Regions from separate parts of the Mus musculus genome. Here all the other regions are linked to region 1. The links are chromatin contacts, called in public Hi-C and HiChIP or PLAC-seq maps. All regions are on one chromosome and are shown on one strand. Each heading gives the region's core, a stretch centred on a gene start, on an enhancer-like site or on the middle of the called end of the contact. The rest is flanking DNA. Distances are from core to core; before and after follow the strand shown.

Region 1 (3,164 bases), core at 395-2,894:
CAGGCAGGGCCAGCACTCACTCAGTTTCAGGGCAGGGCCTAGCTCAGGGGGGCGGAGCCAGACCAGGGGCAGCAGCACAAAGCAGGCAGTCAGCAGCATGGTCAGCAGGTTGAGCAGCAGCAGGAAGCGAAGGAAAGTGAAGTAGGACTGGATCCCGGTTCCGAAGAGGCCTACGAGAGAAAACAGGGAGAGTCAGCCACGTTGAGAATCCCAGGGCTGTGTGATGTGTGGCAATATGGACCAGCCCAGGGCAAAATTAGGGCTCCGCGCGCCCCCACAGCCCTCCAGAGATCTGTATGTAACCCAGCTAGGTGTGCACAGGAGGAATCCGAGGGGTGTACAAGGATGGAGGGGCTGATGAGGAAGGTGGGAAATATGGGTCGGCATGGGATCCTACCCCCAATCTCGTAGAGAGCTCCCTCCCAGAGACCGAAGCCGCGGGCCAGCCGTTGCTCTGCCTCCCTCAGGTGTTGTCGCGCCACCCGCCTCGGGCGATGCCACCGCTGCCAGAAGGTGGTCTTCACTCCCTCGGGCTCCCGCAGTTCCCTGCAGGACCGTGGTGACAGGGGGGCGCCCTTGAGTAATCCATCTGACAGATGCATCCTCCGGAGGCCCCCCACCCCCACCCCACCCCTGCGCAGCTCGTCCAGAGTAGCCGAGCGGCACCCACCGGATGAAGCGCTTGTCTGCCATGGCGTAAGGCAGCATCCGCACAGGCGTCCGGGAGGCGCATAGCCGCTCCACTTCTTGCTCCCACAGCTCCTCCGAGGCCGCCTGGGATTCAGGCCTTCGTGGGGCTGGTCCTGACTGCACCGACCACTGGCGAAACATCCCAGTGGGCGCGCGGGACAGACAGGCAAGATCCTTGCTCGCAGGAGCTCCACCTTGGCCCTGCCAGTGTCCACAGTGAAAAGAAGCCTGCTGTGGTCGAAGCCGGGGCTGCCCCACTCCACCTCTCAAACAGACCCACTGACCAAGGCCTTAGTCTTCAACTGCCAAGCACGGTGAAAGGCCTCCAGGATATGAGGAGAGAGAAGCCGCGGGCAAAGGCTGTCTGTCCTAAACCTTACCTTACGCTTTAGAAAAACACAATCTTTTCCCATGTGCTGATTGGCTTTTGGGAGGTCACTCCTGTCCCGAACCCCCGACAGCTCCTAGAATTTAGCTTCCTGCAACACCCCAGCTCTGGATGTACTAGGGCTCCGTTCTCTCTGTGTGTGTTTGTTTTGTTTTTTTGAGACAGGGTTTCTCTGTGTAGCCCTGGCTGTCCTAGAATTCACTCTGTAGACCAGGCTGGCCTTGAACTCAGAAATCTGCTTGTCTCTGACTCCCAAGTGCTGGGATTAAAGGCGAGCACCGTCACTGCCCGCCCCATTCTGTGTGTTTTGTCCAGGCTGGGTCTGCTCTGGTCTTCTCAAGGGACCCAGAATAGAAGGCGTGGCTACATCCCCAATCATGAGAAAAGAAAAGACACCCCCCCCCCCAAACCATCCGGAAGGAAGCAATAGCCCTGGCCTTCTTCCCCCTCTCACCGTCCTTATTGTCACAAGGCAAGCAGCTCACAAAGAGGCAAGGGACCAAGCTCCCCGAAGAGCCCCCTCCTAAGACCAGCTCTTGACACACCAGGCAGGGTGGTGAGGGAGTGGGGTGGGGGTCACGTGACAGGAACCCCGGGGGTGGGGGCCCACCGCGTCTCCTCCCCTCCACCCACTCCCGCCTTCCTTCCTCACAGTTTCCTCTGCCTCTGCGTGCACTTCCCGACCTGGAGGGTCACGGGCACAGGTGAGAGGCGCGGGTGGCACCAGGCCGACCTGCTTTTCTGTGCTCCCACTCCTGCAAGCCCCCTTCCTGGCCGCCAGCCCTTAGGCGTGTCCTGGTGCGGGGACCCTTATCTGCGGTCCGCAGTCGCCCCAGAGAGCAGGCTAGTGATGGGTGGATGGTCTCAGCACTGGAGCTGCTGCCTCTCCGGATCCCTGGCGCTTTGTTCTTTGCTTTTTGTTCTATTTCAAGACAGGGTCTCACTGTGTAACTCTGATTGTCTTGGAATTCATCATGTAGAGCAGGCTGGCCTTGAACTCACAGAGACACTTGCCCAAGGCTGGGATTAAAGAAAGGCCTGTGTCACTATGACTGGCTGGCAGGTTATTTTTGAACTGACCGCCTTAAGGGCAGGCACTGCCCTCCCTGTTGCTATGCCCTGGCCAGGCTCTGGCACCAAGCCCAACCTAAGAGCTGAGGAAGCAGCTTCTTCAAGCACGTCACTCGTCATCCACTGACTAGACCTTTAGGAGTCATCTTGGCCAGTTCCCAGTTCTGGGAGCCCTAGCCTTTCCTCCCTGTTCACCTCTTTTAAAACCTTGTTGTCTCAGCTCTGGATTCTGAGTCTCCGCCTGTGTCCCTGCCCACAGGCTCTGTACTCCCAACAAGTTCACACAGGAAGGCGCCCCAGGAAATGGCTTTCAAATTGGGCCAAAGTCGTGCAAAATTCAGAGTAAGAGCAAGGAGTCAACTAGGGGCTGAGGAGGGCTGGGTCTGCAGACCAAGACTTCCGGTGCCAAGGCGCCGCTTGGTAAACCCACCCAGGCACGGAGAGACAGCTGCGAAGAAGCGTCGCCCTCCCCCCTCAGGCTTCATCTCCTTCCGGTATCCCACACGTTTCCTGGGGTCTGTTAACCTTCGTGTGTAGGAGGGGACTTGTTTTTCCCTTCTACTTCTCACGGTCACCGGTCACCCTGTCTGTAACTTGGGGGAAGCGGTTCTATGGAGCATCTTGGTGGCCAGGTTCCTTGCTCCAGCTGGTGACACCTGGAGGCTGGTGACACTTTCTCGGGTTCAATTTCCTCATCTGTGAAATAGAAAGGTCTTTGACTGTCTTGGCACAGCAGGAAGCAGTTTAACCCTAGCTTTAGAAACAGACACCACGCCCAGGGCGGAGCGGGCAGTAACTCGTTTGCTCAGCCTCTGATAAAGAACAGTTAACCAGGCTGGGAGGAGGCGATTACTCAATCCCGCGTGGGAAGGCTAGGGACTGGTAAGTGACCCCGGGACGTGGAAATGCCGTCCCTCTTTAGAAACTCAAGAGGAATATTAGTGACTCCACCTAGGGGTTGTATACATCCAAATAGTGGGTGGGACACGCCTACTTTACTCAGACTTGAGGGTGG
Region 2 (3,164 bases), core at 328-2,827, 350 kb after region 1:
AAAGTAGAGGCCTCTACTAACTCTATCAGAGAGGCGGGCATAAGGCATGAGGTTGCCTGGAGAGCCAGGGGGAAGAGGATTTAACTGAATACCCAGGAAAGGGACGGGGGATACAGGCTCACAGCCACACCAGCTGGGTGCCTATAGTTACAAGGTTCTTTTCTTTACACACAACTTCTACATAGAAAACCAAGGTGTACGGTGTACTCAGTGGTAGAGTGCTTGTCTGGCTTGCTCAGGCCCTGGGTCTGCTGCCCAGTACAAGATCCATTTCCAGCCTCAGTGAGCGCTGTTCACTTGCTCCTAAGCAACTATCCCCACTGAAGTGTGGTTCCCAGGACGCCTTTGGCTCCCGTGTGCCATTTAGCTCTCTGACTCCATGCGTGGCTTACATGGCTTGTGTCAGGCCATGTTACCCTGCCCCCTACTGTGTCCACACACCCGTGATGCGATGGCATCCCCCTGCTCAAGCCCCACCCCACTTCCTCGTCGAATTTTAAAGTGTACACAAACTCAGCCACCAGCAATATAAAACGTGTCTGGGGAACTGGAGAGACAGCTTTGCTGTTATAGAATGTGGACTGCTCATCAGAAGGTCCAGAACCTGTGTCAGGCAGCTTACAAGCACTGTTACTCCTGCTCTAGGGGGGATCTGACATCTCTGGCCTCCTCGGGTATACACACTCAACTATACACACACAGAGAGAAAGAGAGGAGAGAGAGAGAGAGGGAGAGAGAGAGAGAGAGATCATAAGACTAAATCACCTTTAAAAATCAAAAGTGTCTGTAGGCAGCCCAGCCTCAGCACCCGTCCCCATCAGTCTCCTGGTCGTGCCACGCTGGACTGTGGGCTCCCTTAAGCATAATGACCCCAACTGTGTGCTGTGCCCACACCATAACCTTACCTGAGACACACAAGGTTTTGGTCCATATTCTAATTCTGCCTCGATAACAAAATACCCCCGGCTGAGCAACTCATATGCAGTCGATGCTTATTGGCTGCATGGTTCTGCGGGCTGGGAAGCCCAAGGGAGCCAGCAGCGTCTGGAAGGAGCTGTTCTTCATGGCAGAAGGGGAAGGGGACATGAGAGCAAGAGGAATCAAAACATCAGTCCCTTCTCCAGCTTCCTGCACCTGCGATAACAGATTCCACCAGTGAGGACCTTAGTCCATTCAGGGAAGAGGAGCCCTCCAGAGCCCCTAGCCTCTCCTATTCCACCCCTGGATGAAGCCGAAGTAGCAGATAAACTCCAGCGCGGCAAAGAAAACTGCACAGCCTCTACCCCCAACTCTTCCAAGCATGAGGAGTCTCCCTAGCACCTACAGTCTGGGGTCCAGAACACCCCCTACTACTTGTCCCTCACCCGACCAAGCAGATAATCCTCACGGCAGGATCGAAATGAGACTTATACAACACACAGAGGTTTGTGATGACCTCTGACCCCTCTCTCATTCCCAGTGCCTCTCCATGCTGCTCACCGCCTGCGCCTGCACAGGAACCCCGGGGCTCCCAAGCCTTCTTGAAAAGTTGCTGGCAAACTGATGGGGAAGCCTACACGGGCTCGTCTCCATGGCAACCTGCTCGGCTGAGCAGCTCCGGGCAGCCAGGGCTGTCACAAGGCACTGTGAGGGTGAGTAGCTGGCAATGGTTACGGAGGAGGGGCAGCCCTGCCAGGCTGCCGCAGTGTAAACCTGGCGCCATCCCCTAGGCAGAATGCAAACCTCAAATCAGGAGCAACCATCAACAATGGGAACGTCCGACTCAAAGACCCAACCCACCCACAAGCAGAAGGGGTTCCTGGGGACAGGCTCTGGAATCCACTTCCGTCCTACAGGAGAGGAAGGGGGTGCTGGGAGGTAGAGATGGGGCTGCCCATACACAGGAGGCAAGGGCTCAGCCTGACATTTCCTGAGGCGCGCTCCTCTACCCTGCCCGACTCAGATGAGCAGGCTGGGACAGTCCTCCTCTCCTGCAGCTAAGCTGTGGGCTTTCCTACCTTATTTGAGCATAGGCTAGACCTGTCGTCTCGTGTCAGATGTGGCTGGAACTCTGTATGGTTGAGCCGGTGTCACTGCCGTTTCCAGTGAATCCAGTGGATCTCCCTGCTCCTGTCTTTTTCCTTTTTCTCTCTTGGACTCAATTCCTGAGAGAGAGAGAGAGCAAGAGAAAGCACAAGAGAGAAACTTGCACGTTCACGTGCATGCGGATGTCAAAGGTCAACCTTGATGTTGTGCCTCAGGCGCTATACACCTTGTCTTTTATTTACTTTATAAACTATGTGTGTGCGGCTGTGAACAGCCTTGAGCACATAGGTGCAGTGCCTGAAAAGGCCAACAGAAAGCATATGACTCCCTGGAGCTGGACCTACCGCCAGTTTGGAGGTGCCTGGTATGGGGACTGCGAAGCAGGTGCTCTTGACTATTGAGCCATCTCTCCAGCCCCGCCTTCTGTTTTGAGACCAGGTCTCTCACTGGTCCCGAGACTGACTCACTAGCTGGGCTAGGTTGGCCTCCTGCAAGTTGCCTGCCTGTGTCTGCCTTGCCAGTACTAGAACTACAAGCATGAGTCACAGCACCTGGATTTGGGGGTTCAGTTTTAGGTCCCCTTGCTTGCCGGACTGAGCTATCTCCCCAGCTCCTTGGTCCCAGTTTTCGCTGATGTCCCAAGGAAGACTGTAGATGGTTGAGACTTGCAGAAAGCCCCTACTTGGTCTGGCTCATCACATTCCACCTGTAGCCTACCTGTGTTTGTGGGGAGGGATGCCCAGGGCCTTGTATACACCAAGCACTCTACCTCTAAGTCACACCCCAGAGCCCCCATACTTCATTCATAACCTTTTCATATGCATTTCCTTCCCAGAGGTTAAAGGAGATTTTGCCAGAAGAGACTGTATTTTATCAGTTCCTACTGCAAAATGAGACAGCCCAGCCCAGAAACAGAAGTGAGGTTATTACAATCCTCAAAGGAGAGAAGGGCCCTATCAGATCGAGAGCGGCTATAGCGAAGAGACAGTTCAAGGTGCCTGGCTCAGAACCGGCACCCTCGTTAAAAACACCTTGACTCCAGAAGCCAGTGCAGCCACATTCCCATGACAACTGGGCATTTCTACAGCCTCCCTTGGGGCTGCCCATGTGTCAGCCAAGCATCCTTTGTATTCAAGGAG
Region 3 (3,164 bases), core at 207-2,706, 330 kb after region 1:
CTGGTTATATTCTTCTTTTGAGAAATATTTACTACATTTTACTAATTTACTTCTCTTTTTTTCAGGGTTTTTTTTTTGGGGGGGTCAGGGGAGGCGTGTTGCTTTGAATGTGTGGAGGTCAGGGGACAAGTGACCTTTCCTTTTACCAGTTGTCTCTGAGGGATCAAAGTCAGATCCTCAGGCTTGTCAGTGAGCACCTTTAGCTGAGGAGCCCTCTCACCAGCCCTCTACCTTATCTCTTAAGGCAGGGTCTCTCCCTGAGCTTATAGCTAATTAAGTGGCTTGGTCAGTGAGTGCCCAGGCTCCCTCAGTCTCAGTGCTGGGGACACAGACACTTTGTGTCCACTTGGCTTTTTACCTGTGTCCTCAGGCTTCGAAGAAAGGAGGTCATCTCAGCCATCTTTCTCCTCAACCCATGTGTCTATCTCAAGCTGGCCTCAAACTTACTATGTAGTCATAGTGACAAGTGCTTCCACACCTGGCTTTTATTAGTGCTGGGGATTGAACCCAAGGAGGCCTCCTGCACTTAAGTCAAACATTTAACCCACTCTACCACCAGCCTTCTCTGAGGTCTTAGCAGGATCCTTGTGTCCCAGTATCTACACCCCAAGTGAGGGAGGGTATCTGAAGGGACAGAGCCTGGCTGAAGGGTGACAGTACTTGAGAGGCTCTTCAGATCAAAGTGTTCACCCAGACTCCAGAGAATGCAGGGTAGGATGTGCTAAGGAAGGAGACAGATTCTCAGTTCCAGGTATGGCCTGGCTTTGTGGCTTTGCTTCTCAGACATCACAAAGACCCAGTATGAGGGTTGGGGGGCGGCACACAAACTGCTCTGGAGCCTGGGGGTCACACAGGATGACTTGGGTGGGGCCTGAGCTGTGACTGGGTGGAGGGATGGTCAGGAGAGGAAGATGGGAGCAGGGACAACAGAACAGTGGTGAAAGGAATAAGGGACCCCAGGGCACATCAGCCTGGAGGCTCAGAGTCTGAGCTGTTGTGGTATTTGTTACAAGTATGGACTCAGCTTCTGTCTCCTCAAGAAACAGTTGAGAGTGACATTCCAGTTCTGAGATCACAAACTCAAAACCCAGGGTATGGCGGCTCCTGAGTTCCTGTGTTGGGTCAGAAACCAGAGGCACTGGGGACATCTGGGGGAAGACAGTGAGACAACTTAGAAGAAGCAGGCACTGAGGACAGGCTGGGCTCTACCTAACTTAAATCTACCAGACTCCCTGCTCTTCCGTCTGGATTTCATATTTCAGTTTAAAAAAAAAAATAATGACAAAGGCCGAGAGTTCAAGCAGCCTCCCCCTCCTTGGTAATTACCAAATTAACACATTCTACGGAGACCCAGCCGCAGCCGACTGTGATTAATGGGCAAGAACTATTAGCCGCAGAGCCTGCCCCTCTCGTTTCTAACCTTAAACAGGCACAGCTCCCTGGGCTGCTCCACATTCACCACCCCCTTCCCTGCCCAGAGACTTAATGGAATCCAGGCAGGGCTTAATGTGCCTGTCCTGTCCCACCTCGAGGGGCCTCACCCCACAGGTCAAGGAGGTGGCTTCCCTACCCAAGCAAGAGGCCTGGGAAAAATGAACCTCAAATTAATTTATTCAGCTAATTCATTAAACGAGCTCTGTCTGAGTACAGACTCCACCCAGCCGTGGGCTGCAGCTGGAGGAAAATCCTGGGAAAGCCATGGCGATGGGCAGCGGAGATGCTGCTATCAGATGCTGCTATCGGGAGCCAAGAACAGGCTGTGTGCTGTCAGGAAAACCCTGATGTGACAACGGGGAATAGAACCCAGGGAGAGGCCAAGCCTGGGTCCCCAGGCTGTAGATGGTGCTAGAGGAGCTGGGGTCACAAATGGGGAACTTGAGTTGAATGCTGGGGGAGGAGTTAAAGCACTTACTTGGTACTGAGGTGTGAGGACCTGAGTTCGAGACCCCAGTGCTGTAGAGGTGGAGTCTGGTAAGTCTTTGAGATGGTTCAGAGGTTCAGTGCACTGACTGTCCTTAAAGTTGACCAAGGCCAAAGGATGTGATACCCCAACACTGTTCATGATTGAAGTAGGGCTGCCTCCACAAATGGTAACATAGCCGGAGCCAAGCCTGCCCAGTTTGGCCTTTGGGAAATGAGGGGGGAAGCAAGGAGAGAGATGGGGGTGCTCCCTCAGGGCCCTCGCTACATCTTGCCTGGAAGGAAGCTAAAAGAGAAACCAGCCTCACACGGTCCTCACAGCCCAGCGTGGAGTGGAGCAGCTAGCCAGTCTGCAGACTGCAAGGCACAGAACGGGGAGGAAACTTGTCCCTGGAGAGCCCTGGGGACACAGCGGCCAGGGCAGAGCGATGGAAGTCAGGAGGACTGGGGCTTGGGGCTCCTGCAAGTCTGAGGACAAACTTGGATGCGTCTTCCTGCAGTTATAGGACTACCCTGAGCCATAGTTTCTCAGCAAGAGAAGTGTATAATCACCCACCTCAATGATTTCTTTGATTAAGATGAGAAATCTTATTCCTGTCACCGTCTTCATTATCACTGTCACCACCACCATCATCATGACCATCACCACTGCTATCATCACCATCATCATTAGTGCTATGGAGGAAAAGTCAGGTCATCACTACCAGCACCAGCACCATCATATCCACCATCACCTGAATCACCACCCATTAGCCATCATCATCATTATCACCATCACCACCATCATCATCATCACCTTCATCCCCACCATCCCCACCATCCCCACCATCACCACCATCACCACCATCCCCACCATCACCACATCCCCACCATCACCACTGTTGTCAACACTATCACTATGGCCAATCACCACCACTGTCATCCTGACCCAGAGAAATGCAGGCAGCTCCAGCCCTTTCAGAGAAACCCCTTTGCAGACATGCGAAAGCCATGCCTTCATAAACGACCTATTTCTTTGATGACATCTTCACCAAAGCCCACTGCCTCTAGAGCCCCAGCCATGACAAACACCGGTAACAGGATGGCTCCCCGAGGCTGAGTTTCAAGAGCATTAAAGATTAAAGAATGCACAGGTCAATTATGGATGCGAGGAAATGACGGCAGGAGTAATTACACAGAATTTTACCTTGTTTATTTGGCATTAGTTATAAGTGTCCATAATCCTGGGTCCCAGGGGTCCATCA
Region 4 (3,164 bases), core at 365-2,864, 300 kb before region 1:
ATCTGGGCTGTTCTTAACTCCAATTGGTCAGCCCTCAGGGCCACCTTTTTTATGGTTCACCTAACCCATAGTGGCCTCAGCCGCTGCCGCCTCCTCCTCCTCTTCCTCCTCCTCCCTCCCCCTCCCTCTCCCTCCCTCCTCCTCCTCCTATTCATCTACTCTGACCCCCAAACCTGGAAAACCTAAACCCCACCTATGTCTCTTCTACCCAGCTATTGGCTGTTGGCATCTTTATTTACCAATCAGAAATAACTTGGGGCCAGGTCACAGATCTACATGCAGACTTCAGGTCTTGGGGGCCAGGCAGGAGCCCTGCTTTAGGCTGAGCTCTTGGTCCTTCACTGGCTGTGTCCCCAAGGAGTGGCTTCACCTCCCTGAGGTCTGCAGAACAGGGAGAGAGCTACAGGAGCCCTCATGAGTGTGCAGGGACTGAATCAATTACAAGATAATAAAACCACTCAGCCCAGAGGCTGCCCAAGACACCCTCAGCATGTGTCTGACGAGTCCCCAGAGTCCGTCCCCCAAACCCACAGGAGGGCCATGTCTTGCACCCACCCCTGTCCCTCAGCACAGTGACCACCCCCCCCCACCCACACACACACATGCACACATACACACCAGCTCTGACTTTGGTCTCTGGGCCCAAGTGAGTACAGCGGCCCCACAGTAAGCCGAGCAGAGCACAGTGGGGTGTGGGTCACAGGGTCACAGTGCCCCAGGTCAATCAAGGTCCTCTGTAGGTGCTACATCACGCTCACGCAGTCCCTCCACCTGATCATGGGCGGAGCCCCTGCAGGCCCTGCTGGCACGGGCAAGACGGAGACAACCAAGGACCTGGGCAGAGCCCTGGGCACCATGGTGTATGTCTTCAACTGCTCAGAGCAGATGGACTACAAGGTATGTGGCCAGGGCTGCGGGTCCCCACCCAAGAGCATGTACACCCAGAGTACCCACTAGCACTTGTGGAGGTAGAGGTCCCGGCAGTTCCATGACTGTCCCCTATGAATAGAGACACACACACAGGTAGGAGTACCTGATTGGCGTTCAGTGTGGGGTTAGGGTGAAAGTAGTGGCCACCGGGTGAACTCTGAAGGGGACAAGGACAGGTCCATCAGCTGCAGGGTCATGTCTTCTCAGAGGACTAAACAGGAGGGGAGGGACTCTGACAGTAACAGTCCCAGCATAAAAGGGAGGAGTTGGGGCGCCCTCCCGTTGGACGAGCCCCACAGCCTAGTGGTCCCATCCTGAGACTGAGGACAGTGGCCAAGACCCCTGCTGACTGAAGGTCATACCAGCGTGTCCCCCTCAGGGGCCCTAGAAAAGTGAAGTCTATTGATCCTAGAAGGACTTCTGTGTGAACTCCATGGGTGTGTTGCTGACCCTGCAGGGGACAAAATGGCATAGTCACACGAAAAGATCTTCCTGGAGCCCCAGCCCACCTCAGAGGATCCCTTCCTCCATGTGCATAAAATGAGAAGACAGGGGTAGGGATTGGGGGATTTCTTAACTTGATGTTCGCTTAGAAAAAACGCTGGGACCCTGCGGGTCAGGTGTACAAGGGCGCTGTCTCCAGACACCTGCTTCCTGCAGGCCTCTGGGGGCCACTCCCTCTCTCTGATCTGACTTTCCCTTTGTAGTCCTGTGGAAACATCTACAAGGGCCTGGCACAGACGGGAGCCTGGGGTTGCTTTGATGAGTTTAACCGGATCTCGGTGGAGGTCTTGTCTGTGATTGCTGTACAGGTAGGGCCCTTCTGCTTAGTCTCTGGGTCAGTGGGGGACCCGGAGTTGTGCCCAGTTTTCCTGGCATCTCAGTCACCAGAGACCCTCCTGTCTGACCACCCCAACAGCCAAGCACTGGGCAGGGAGGTGACACAGTGAGGCCTCAGATGCCCTGCCCTGGCTCCCAGGGGCCCTTACACACAGAGGGGACAGTAAGGGTCCCATACAGGGAGGTATAACTGATTCGGCCTGGGGATGCTAACGTAGAGAGCTACTTTGGGTGTGGTAGCTCATGCCTATAACTCCTGCCACTTTGTGATATGAACCCAGGAGGATTGCCACAAGTTCAAGGCCAGCCTGGTCTATAGAACAACCTCTAGGTTAGTCAGGACTATAGATTAAGACTTTGTTTTGTAAGACAGAGAAGGGGAGAGAGAGAATATTTGATAACCCTTAGTTGGCTTTGAGATTGTACTGTTTGGCAGCAAACTAGACCAAAATGGTACAGAATGTCCAACGACCCTCCCTCTGCCTGCCACCCACACACACACACACCCACACCCACACCCACACACCCACACCCCCACACCCCCACACCCACACCCACCCCCACCCACCCCCCAGCAGGCTGTATTTATAGTCTCAAGGAAAGGAAGTGCAGAATACAGACAGCTGGATTGATCACAGCTGCTCTGCCTTATCTGAACATGGTTTGAACAGTTGGCTGCCTGCAACCGGCTGGAACTCAGCTGTGGGCTTCAAGAACTAAGTTACAATATCTCCATGCATCGGTTGGCGTTCACTAGATAATCCATGTAGGGAGAAACCCTTCCCCAAGCTGGAGCTCTGTGCAGAGGTGGCCTCAGGCCAGTCAGGTGAACTTGACAGAAGAGAATGAAGCACTCTGGGCTTTGAAGAACACGGCAGTATCTCAGTATAAACTAACCAGCCAGAGCGGATGGGGAAGGAGTGGTTGTGTGTCCAGGGAATTCCCTAACCCGGCACAGAACAGCAATGGGGAATCCAAGGCAAAGGGGGTACAGGGTGGGGGCCATGTCAACACCCCAAGCTTTTAAACTCACCCGCAGGGCTCTGTGTTTCAAACAGGAGCCCCAGCAGTCCTGGTGCCCGACAGACTGGATAGACAACGGGCTCTGAGGTCCTCCAAGGCTGGCCTCCAATCTCAGATCAGCTTGAGACCCCACCTGCAGAGCCCTAGGCCAAGGCCCGACTTTGGAGGTCCTCACGAACCAGGCCTAGCCGCTTGCCCCAAACCCAGACAGTAAAAAAAAGGAATGATGGATAATGGGGAAAGGAAGATGGTACGGGTCAGGGGAGTGTTAGCAAGAGTTCCAAGGCTACACAGGAAGGGTGCTGGGTACACACACCTAAGCACTAGTGCGCAGTGATGTTCCTAGCATAGAAGTGACCACCAAAGAGAGT

The links. A called contact is a pair of places that touch in the nucleus more often than the background predicts. HiChIP or PLAC-seq counts read pairs in DNA pulled down with a chosen protein or histone mark.
Region 2: a contact with region 1 is called in an H3K4me3 HiChIP or PLAC-seq map of forebrain, with 2.9 times the contacts expected there. The contact joins the enhancer-like site here to the promoter of Tmc8 in region 1. A contact is called at or near these places in 2 of 39 promoter capture datasets (cranial neural crest and hippocampal neurons), 8 of 115 datasets of contacts at active chromatin or transcription factors (embryonic basal ganglia, embryonic midbrain, embryonic stem cells and 4 more) and 3 of 9 other capture datasets (adipose tissue, embryonic stem cells and pancreatic islet).
Region 3: a Hi-C map of the N1E-115 cell line shows a contact between it and region 1, with 3 times the contacts expected there. The contact joins the enhancer-like site here to the promoter of Tmc8 in region 1. A contact is called at or near these places in 2 of 39 promoter capture datasets (embryonic stem cells and hippocampal neurons), 1 of 484 Hi-C or Micro-C datasets (the N1E-115 cell line), 4 of 115 datasets of contacts at active chromatin or transcription factors (double positive thymocytes, embryonic basal ganglia, embryonic stem cells and 1 more) and 2 of 9 other capture datasets (adipose tissue and embryonic stem cells).
Region 4: a contact with region 1 is called in an H3K27ac HiChIP or PLAC-seq map of T-cell acute lymphoblastic leukemia, with 3 times the contacts expected there. The contact joins the enhancer-like site here to the promoter of Tmc8 in region 1. A contact is called at or near these places in 5 of 484 Hi-C or Micro-C datasets (B cells, the HL-1 cell line, embryonic stem cells and 2 more), 7 of 115 datasets of contacts at active chromatin or transcription factors (T-cell acute lymphoblastic leukemia, bone marrow-derived macrophages, embryonic stem cells and 2 more) and 2 of 9 other capture datasets (embryonic stem cells and liver).

What each region holds. Positions count from the first base shown.
Region 1 is chr11:117,780,777-117,783,940 of GRCm38.p6, reverse strand. It overlaps Tmc8 (transmembrane channel-like gene family 8), which reads right to left and starts at 1,644. Exons shown (of 16, transcript NM_181856.2): 1 at 1,533-1,644; 2 at 671-891; 3 at 398-546; 4 at 21-170. The coding sequence starts at 831. It overlaps Gm11723 (a long non-coding RNA gene), which reads left to right. Exons shown (of 3, transcript XR_003949820.1): 3 at 468-1,286. It also overlaps a transcript of Tmc6 not described here.
Region 2 is chr11:117,435,329-117,438,492 of GRCm38.p6, reverse strand. It overlaps Gm11732 (predicted gene 11732), which reads right to left. Exons shown (of 5, transcript NR_166733.1): 2 at 1,998-2,144; 3 at 1,480-1,705; 4 at 906-1,134; 5 at 1-688. Among named protein-coding and RNA genes, the nearest start is that of Gm11732, 11 kb to the right of the region's middle. Within about 2 kb of position 1,577, at least 70 of the 459 cell types and tissues checked have an H3K27ac peak or open chromatin away from gene starts, as enhancers often do. A contact at or near this core is called in forebrain and neural tube, where this site is marked.
Region 3 is chr11:117,452,658-117,455,821 of GRCm38.p6, reverse strand. No RefSeq gene overlaps it. Among named protein-coding and RNA genes, the nearest start is that of Gm46264, 9.5 kb to the left of the region's middle. Within about 2 kb of position 1,456, at least 13 of the 459 cell types and tissues checked have an H3K27ac peak or open chromatin away from gene starts, as enhancers often do. A contact at or near this core is called in the N1E-115 cell line, where this site is marked.
Region 4 is chr11:118,084,646-118,087,809 of GRCm38.p6, reverse strand. It overlaps Dnah17 (dynein, axonemal, heavy chain 17), which reads left to right. Exons shown (of 81, transcript NM_001167746.1): 36 at 741-897; 37 at 1,638-1,742. Among named protein-coding and RNA genes, the nearest start is that of Dnah17, 43 kb to the left of the region's middle. Within about 2 kb of position 1,614, at least 10 of the 459 cell types and tissues checked have an H3K27ac peak or open chromatin away from gene starts, as enhancers often do. A contact at or near this core is called in T-cell acute lymphoblastic leukemia, where this site is marked.